Regions from separate parts of the Mus musculus genome. Here region 1 is linked to region 2. A link is a contact called in public Hi-C data. All regions are on one chromosome and are shown on one strand. Each heading gives the region's core, a stretch centred on a gene start, on an enhancer-like site or on the middle of the called end of the contact. The rest is flanking DNA. Distances are from core to core; before and after follow the strand shown. Region 1 has its middle 49 kb from the start of Lrig1. Region 2 overlaps Lrig1 (leucine-rich repeats and immunoglobulin-like domains 1).

Region 1 (3,396 bases), core at 82-2,581, 120 kb after region 2:
TAGAGCAGAATGGCCTTGAATTCAGATAGATCTGTCTGCCTTGCCTTCCTGAGTGCTGGGATTAAACGTGTGTGTCATTGTTCTGCCATATTGTTCTGTTTTACTTTACACATTGGTGTAACCCAGGCCTGAAGAGGTAGCTGGTGGGGAAGAGCGTTTGTCTGCAAGCATGGAGACCTGAGATTGAATCCCAGCACTGCCATAAGCAGCCAGGAGTGGCTGTGCCTATAACCCCTGTGCTCTCAGAGGCAGAGGCAGGAGCATCACGGGCTGCTGGTGGCTGCCCAAGCTCTGTGTTCAGCAAGGGACCTTGCCTCAAGGGAATAAGGTAGAGAGTGAGAGCAGAACAGCTGACGGCAGCCTTTAGCCTTTATGTGTGTGCACACATGGGCACATACCTGCACATAGATGCATGCAAATACTGCACACATATACAAATTACTATGACATTGTACACTGGGCATTGTTGGGACTTTTCCATACACCTGCACTATGCATTTCACTAATACTCACTTGCTGATGGTCTTTCATGGCCCACTGCAGATATCATCTCCTTCGGACATGCCTGACCACTGAACTCACAAAGGGTCTCTGTATGCAACCCTAACACTATGACCTCTCCAACCTATGGGGCTGAAATGATCTTCTTGGCTAGCTTCTTCTCCAGTGGGGAAATGCCCTCCCTGCATGACCTTTCTGTTCATACTCCAGCATCTAGCACAGATGTCATAAGAAGTCAGCCAGAGCTGGAGAGCTTGGAATTACAGCCAGGAGAACTTCCTTTGGGGTCCAAGTTCCTTTTGCCCTTTTCCTTTTTTCCTGACTGGAAGAGAGATGGAGATGGAGATGATGGAGGTGGAGATAGAGAGAAGAAACGTGTGGCTTTCTTGGACACTTTGGAGGTTTACATAGAAGATGATATTTAAACCATCAAGTCGGGGGCACTTTGCACAAGTGGAGGGGTCAGAGGTGACAAGATGGGTCTGAGGGCTGAGTGAGGATGGGGAGAGATGTCCCTGGGAAAGGAGCTGCAGGCAGCTTGACACAGGGGCAGTGAAGGACTGTAATTGTTCCTCTTGGCTATTAGTAATCTCCAGCTCCAGGGAACAGAGCAATTAGCCCAGGGCTAGTAAATGCAGGTAGTTGGTGAGGAACTGAATGCGCTGCCCATAGCTGTGCTTAGGAGACGTCAGGGAAGGAGGTGTGTGATTTTGAGATTGCTCCAGCTCAGGCTGACTCTAGGAAACCAGCTGATCCAGCTGTGGGTATCAGCGCCATCTCCTTGGGCTCCAAGGGAAGTGATCTGAGGGATGAGGAAGAGCCTTGTTCGTCCTGACAAGTGAGTCACAGCGCTTAACCTGGTTTCCTGTTGGTGCCAAAGGCTGGAAGGCTCCGGGTCAACTTTGTGAGTCACTGGCTTAGGATTTTCTGGCATTCGTTTTTGGAATATTCTCAGTGTACATTCTCTTAACTCTCTACTTCCTTCCTTTCTTCTTCCCTCTTTTCCTCCTCCCCTCCTTCCCTCCCTTCCCAGCTTTTTCTCTTCCTTCCTTTGCTCTTCTTACTTGAAATACCTCTGACCTGACTTACTTGAAATATCCTCTGCCAGGGGATACTTTTGCACTGGTAAAATAAACTCATTTTTAGGAAATGTGTATGTGGTGTGTGTGTGGGTGGGGGGTGTATGTAGTGTATGGTGTGTGTGTGTGTGTGTGTGTAGTGTGTGTGTGTAGTATGTGTGTGTGTCTGTGTGTGTGTGTAGTGTGTGTGTGTCTCAGAGGCAGCATGCTTACTTTCTATGCATGAATCAGGGTGTTGATTCAAAGAAGCCATCACTGTATAGGCATATTTTCCAAAATTTTTATATATAGCGTTTTAGAAGGCTCTTCCCATCACCTCCACTCCACACTGAGTGTTTCTTTCTATATGATGAAGTATCTTTGAGCTTGTAGATATCCGAAAACATATCCAACCACAGCAAGATCACTGACTTTGCAGCTGTATCTAAGTTTTTTCTTCTATAAATAAATACCACGATAAACATTCCTGCTGTCGACTCTCTAAAAGTCATATTTATTTTAATTTTATGTGTATGGGTATTTTGCTTGCATGTATGTCTGTGTACCACACATATGCCTGGTACCTAAGAGGTCCAGAAGAAGGCATTGGGCCTCTGGAACTGGACTCACAGACCATTGTTACCTACCATATGGGTGCTGGGAACTGAACCTGGGTCCTATGGAAGAGCCATCAGTGCTCTTCACCACTGACCCACCTCTCCAGCCCAGTGTAGCTGAATCTTTCTGTATACTTTGATTTTTTAACTTTTCATGAAAATTAAAAGTCTTATTGGCTTTTATCATGTTGCTTATTCAATGTGCCCTGCTCTTCAGTGCTTTTCTGGATCAGCTGAGAGGTAATTAGGGAGGCTCAGGGCTGACCTCTTGGTAAGATCTCTTTCCAGCAGTTAGTTGGGATAGAGGAGATGCTAGCTTCACACCCAGACTTTCTCTGTGGATGGGGTGGAGCACCAGCTCTGTGGCTCAGTGCATTTCTTGAGGTCCCAGGTTTCCTGTTTCCAGTGCTGAAAGACAAACCAAGACACCAAAGAGGGATCAGAGGTGTTTTTTGCCTGCAGGGGGCTTAAGTTCTACTAGACAAAACAGAAGAACCGTCAAAGTCTACAAACAGGACCGAATGCAAAGCTGAAGAAAAGTTGATATCTATGCTGACAGGTGGCATCTGAAGGTGACAGGCAAGTACCCAAGGGCAGGGTGTGCATTCGATAAACATTGACAGTGTGCATTGCTATGTCCCCAGTGCTGCAGGTGCAGTGGAGGTTAGACAGTCTGCCTTGGGCAATCTCCACATCTAAAGAAGGTGGGCAATCTCATGGCAGCTCTGCCTATTCTAGACCATAGTTTACAATCAGTTTTGGGGTCCTGGGGATTAATCCCATAGTAGAATGCTTTCCTAATGCATGTGAAGTCAGTCCCTAGGATTGACCCCTGACACTGCAAATCTATTATTATTATTATTATTACTATTACTTGAGATGGGACCTCCTGTATTTTAGACTGGCCTTTAAAGCAGAGGAGGTTCTTGAATTTCTAATCCTCCTGCCTCCACCTTCCCAGTAGATTATGCAAGTCACAGAGCTCAAATCCACGGCCTCATGTATGGTTCACTAGCACTCCACCAATTGAATTATGTCTCTAAGCCATTGCATAAAATCAATTCTTTAATGTGTGCAAATTCTTGTTCTTCCTACTTTCTGCGCTTTTGGGATTCGAGCTGCTTGCAACCACTGTGCCACGCCTCCAGCCCCCCCCCCCCCCTTACTTAAAAAAGTATGGCTACAATTCATTGACTTACTTTTATGGCTGACTATTGGGT
Region 2 (3,458 bases), core at 761-3,260:
TGGCGGGCAGCGAGTCCACGTGGGTCTTCCTTCCTGCACACACTGCCAGCCTTCCCACCTTTGGGCTGCCTCCTTATTTGGACCCCATGGGGTGAGCTGGGCTCTAGAGGCTTCACTTCCCAAGGTACTTCACTGCCCACTGCCCCAGACTTACAACTCATGCAGCTTTTGGCAGAAGCTCCAGCCATCACGCTGAATTCGAGAGATGGAGTTGTTGCTGAGGTGCAGCTGGTGCAGGGCTGTGAGGCCATAGAGGGAGCCACTGTTCACTTCCACCAGACTGTTGTACTCCAGGTGCCTACAGAGACACACATGCAGGGGATGAGACTGCCAGTCTCCCATTACACAGACAGCAACCAGGAGGCCATCTGTGCCACATTCAGTATTAGAGAGGAAATTTAAGCAAGCAGATCTTGCTTTGGTCCATCTGACTTTCTCCTACCGCTCAAAGCATGAGAACTTAGTGGATTTTTAAAGTCCTGAGAAACATACTAACCCCTCATTTGTACTGATGTACGCAACATTAAAAACCAAGTGGCAGATAACAAATTTTGTTCTGAGAACTCTGATCTGGACCTCAGATTCCTAAATGAACACAGGAAACCGATATTCAGCTAATCAGAAGTGGGAAGTGTGAACAGCAAGAAGCCAAGCAGCAGGCTCCTCCTGTGCATGCCATACAAAGTGGGCATACGTGGGGAGGGAGAGTCACTGGGAGATGCTTCTGCTGATGAGGCTGGGGAACACACTGGTGGCTGTGAACCTAGGCTTCCGACTTTGATTTCAGCTACAAAAATAACAGCATATGTACAGGTTGTAATGTAATTTGCATAGGAAACCAGGCGTAAAAGAGGTGAGCAGCTGAGCCGCTGATGGACACAGGCAAAGGCAGAGGTACAGTTGTGTCCACCTGAAAGGAGACACTGGCAAACATGAAAACCAGAACACCAAAACACCAAAGATATGGATGGTTGAAATGACTGCCTCTTGGAAAACAAGCTGGGGGCAACGGGGGTGGGGGGGGTCACAACACCACCTTCTCTTTACTTCCTGACTATGCAGATTCGTTACTTTTGATTTAAACAATTGTAGAGGTTTAAAATCAGAAGATCAGTAATTGCCCCTCTGCTGTTCTTTTTCATTATTCTGGCAGCAGGCAGCTCTGCTGCTGCACACATCTGGCTGGAAACTCCCTTGATAAAAGCTGCACATCTGCACTCCGTGTCTTGATTAGCTCACAAGGCGGGAATAAATCTCCCAAGATGAACTATACATTTTGGCCCACCTGCACATCAAGAAAGCCTATCGGGCCCAGCGTGAGGAAAGAAGGGACTTCCGATAAGGTGTGGGAGTGGAGAGGATGTGGGGAGGGAATCACTCTGCAGTCTTGGGTTTGTGGAGGAAGTGGGGGTGGAGAGCAGGCCCAGCAGACTAGTGCAATCCATCTCTTCCCACTTCCTTAGCTGACCATGTGTCCATTAAAACCTCCTTCTACCTTGCAAGGAAAACAACCTTGGTTTTGGTTCATTTTGCAGAAAAAGGCAGCATCCAGGTGGCCACCATCCCCGTGCCCAGGAGGGAGGCCGCACTCACAGCACGTGCATCTTAGACAGCCCCCAGAAGGCCCCGTCCGTCAGCCTGCTGATGTTGTTCCTCTGAAGCCTCAGCACCTCTAAGCTGTCGAGCCCCTGGAACGTGAGGCCTTCAATCAGCCGAATCCGATTCCGATTCAGGTCTCTATGGAGAGAGAGGAAGCCATCGGGTCAGAGCATCCCTTGTGCACATCTAGGCTGCACCGTTCCGAGTCGGTGGTGAAACCATGGAGGAGGGGACACCTCAGCTGGCACACTGGCACTGTCAACAGCAAGGGTGACAGCCTAGGAGAGGGACAGTGAATGCTGCATGGCTAGCTCTGTACTGCCCCAGTACTGTGGGGACATAAGCACCCCACAGTTCTTCCCTCAGGACAGCCACCATTCAGGAGTCTAGAGCAGGCCCTGGGCATGACTCAGAGGTACATTCATTCCTTCGCTGAGGTGTCTCTGAGCTCAGCAACAGAAATCCATACCAGATGCTTCAACCCAAGAAAATCCTAACCATTGGGTACCAAATATCAGCAAAACTTCCACTCGGGGCATCTGACAGACCTCTGTGCAATGGGAAGAAGTGACAGCTTGTGGAGAAGTGGGGGGTGGAGCAGATACACACTTGGCACCTCGTCCTAGCAGAACAGCCTTAGTTGACCAATAGCTATCTGGAATCTGGGTCAGCTGGATCCCATTAGCAACTCTGGGGAAGGTGGGAAGACACTGCACTAATTAGAAAGCCCTTGGTTTTTCCCCAAATATTTCTGCAGTGTCTCATGACCCTGCTTCACACACAGCCTCTTCAGCTTCTTAGACTGGAAAGAGCAGAGTCAAGCTCCTGCACTCAGGAGAAATGAGGACAGGGCACTCTCTGCCCTGTGCCAGCCTGGTCTGCAACTGTTTCATCCTGATCGAACCAAATTGTGAATTCTAGCTTATTTCCCTGAAATATACTCTTCTGCTAAAACGAAGACACAGGGAAACAAAGAGTTGAAGAACCTTTTACTGACTGGGGAGTTTTGGTTAATATATGGTTTCTAGCACCCTGTGCCATTTTAGGCTCCATGAAAAGAGACATAAATAAATCCTTTTATACAAAACCAAACTGGCTAACCTTCTAAAATTTAGGAAATGAAGAGGCAGCTGCCTCTGGTCAGGTTAACTTCCCCAGAAGGACCAGATACCTTCCCTTCCAAGCTACAGACGGCCTCAGCACCTTAAACATTGCTAATACTCAAGATGAGAGCTCAACGAAGTGAGGATGGTAGTGGTGAGTGCACTTGGGAGGCTGAGGCAGAAGGATCAAGGGGGGGTGGGGATGGGGGGGGTGGGGCCTGCACTTCAGAAGTATAGCATCAGGGAGGCTAATCATCCAAGCACGAGGGTCTTTTCCTTGGCCATCTGAGGCAGCCTGCCAGCACCAGACCCAGCTCCTAATTTGCTTTTATTAGGTGTTGCGGTAGGGTCATAAATGATAGTTTATGCAGAGCTTTACCAGGGGGGTGAGGAAGGGGTGGCGATTGGTACAGGGTCCTTGGGGAAATCTGGCCCCATAAAGTTTGGCTAACCTTAATTAAAGTGCAGGTTTCTGTACTCACAGTTGTGTCAGCCTGGGTAGCTTGAACGCTTTCACAGGAAGCTGGGTGATCCTGTTTTTGCTCAGACGGAGAGTCAGCAGTGACCGCGACAGACCATCAAATGCTCCAGACTCCAGGATGCTGATGCGGTTGCTCGCCAAGTTGCTGGAATGATTCAGGAGAGAAAATGTAGTGGCAGTGGGAGGCCTTCCTCACTCCTTGTGCCTCCAGATCCAGCTGGGTCCGCTAGGAAAAGTGCTAAGGCAGACCCAGAGGGGCAGATCTCCACTGAGTT

Evidence for each region. Hi-C and Micro-C count contacts between places; a contact is called where the count stands out from the background.
Region 1: a Hi-C map of embryonic fibroblasts shows a contact between it and region 2, with 3 times the contacts expected there. The contact joins two enhancer-like sites. A contact is called at or near these places in 1 of 15 datasets of contacts at CTCF or cohesin (the NIH/3T3 cell line), 22 of 484 Hi-C or Micro-C datasets (the AML12 cell line, CD4 T cells, CD8 T cells and 15 more), 10 of 115 datasets of contacts at active chromatin or transcription factors (astrocytes, double positive thymocytes, embryonic fibroblasts and 1 more) and 2 of 9 other capture datasets (embryonic stem cells and embryonic trunk).

What each region holds. Positions count from the first base shown.
Region 1 is chr6:94,747,205-94,750,600 of GRCm38.p6, forward strand. No RefSeq gene overlaps it. Among named protein-coding and RNA genes, the nearest start is that of Lrig1, 49 kb to the left of the region's middle. Within about 2 kb of position 1,332, at least 41 of the 459 cell types and tissues checked have an H3K27ac peak or open chromatin away from gene starts, as enhancers often do. A contact at or near this core is called in the NIH/3T3 cell line and embryonic fibroblasts, where this site is marked.
Region 2 is chr6:94,624,776-94,628,233 of GRCm38.p6, forward strand. It overlaps Lrig1 (leucine-rich repeats and immunoglobulin-like domains 1), which reads right to left. Exons shown (of 19, transcript NM_008377.2): 5 at 3,185-3,328; 6 at 1,594-1,737; 7 at 155-298. Among named protein-coding and RNA genes, the nearest start is that of Mir7041, 20 kb to the left of the region's middle. Within about 2 kb of position 2,011, at least 42 of the 459 cell types and tissues checked have an H3K27ac peak or open chromatin away from gene starts, as enhancers often do. A contact at or near this core is called in the NIH/3T3 cell line and embryonic fibroblasts, where this site is marked.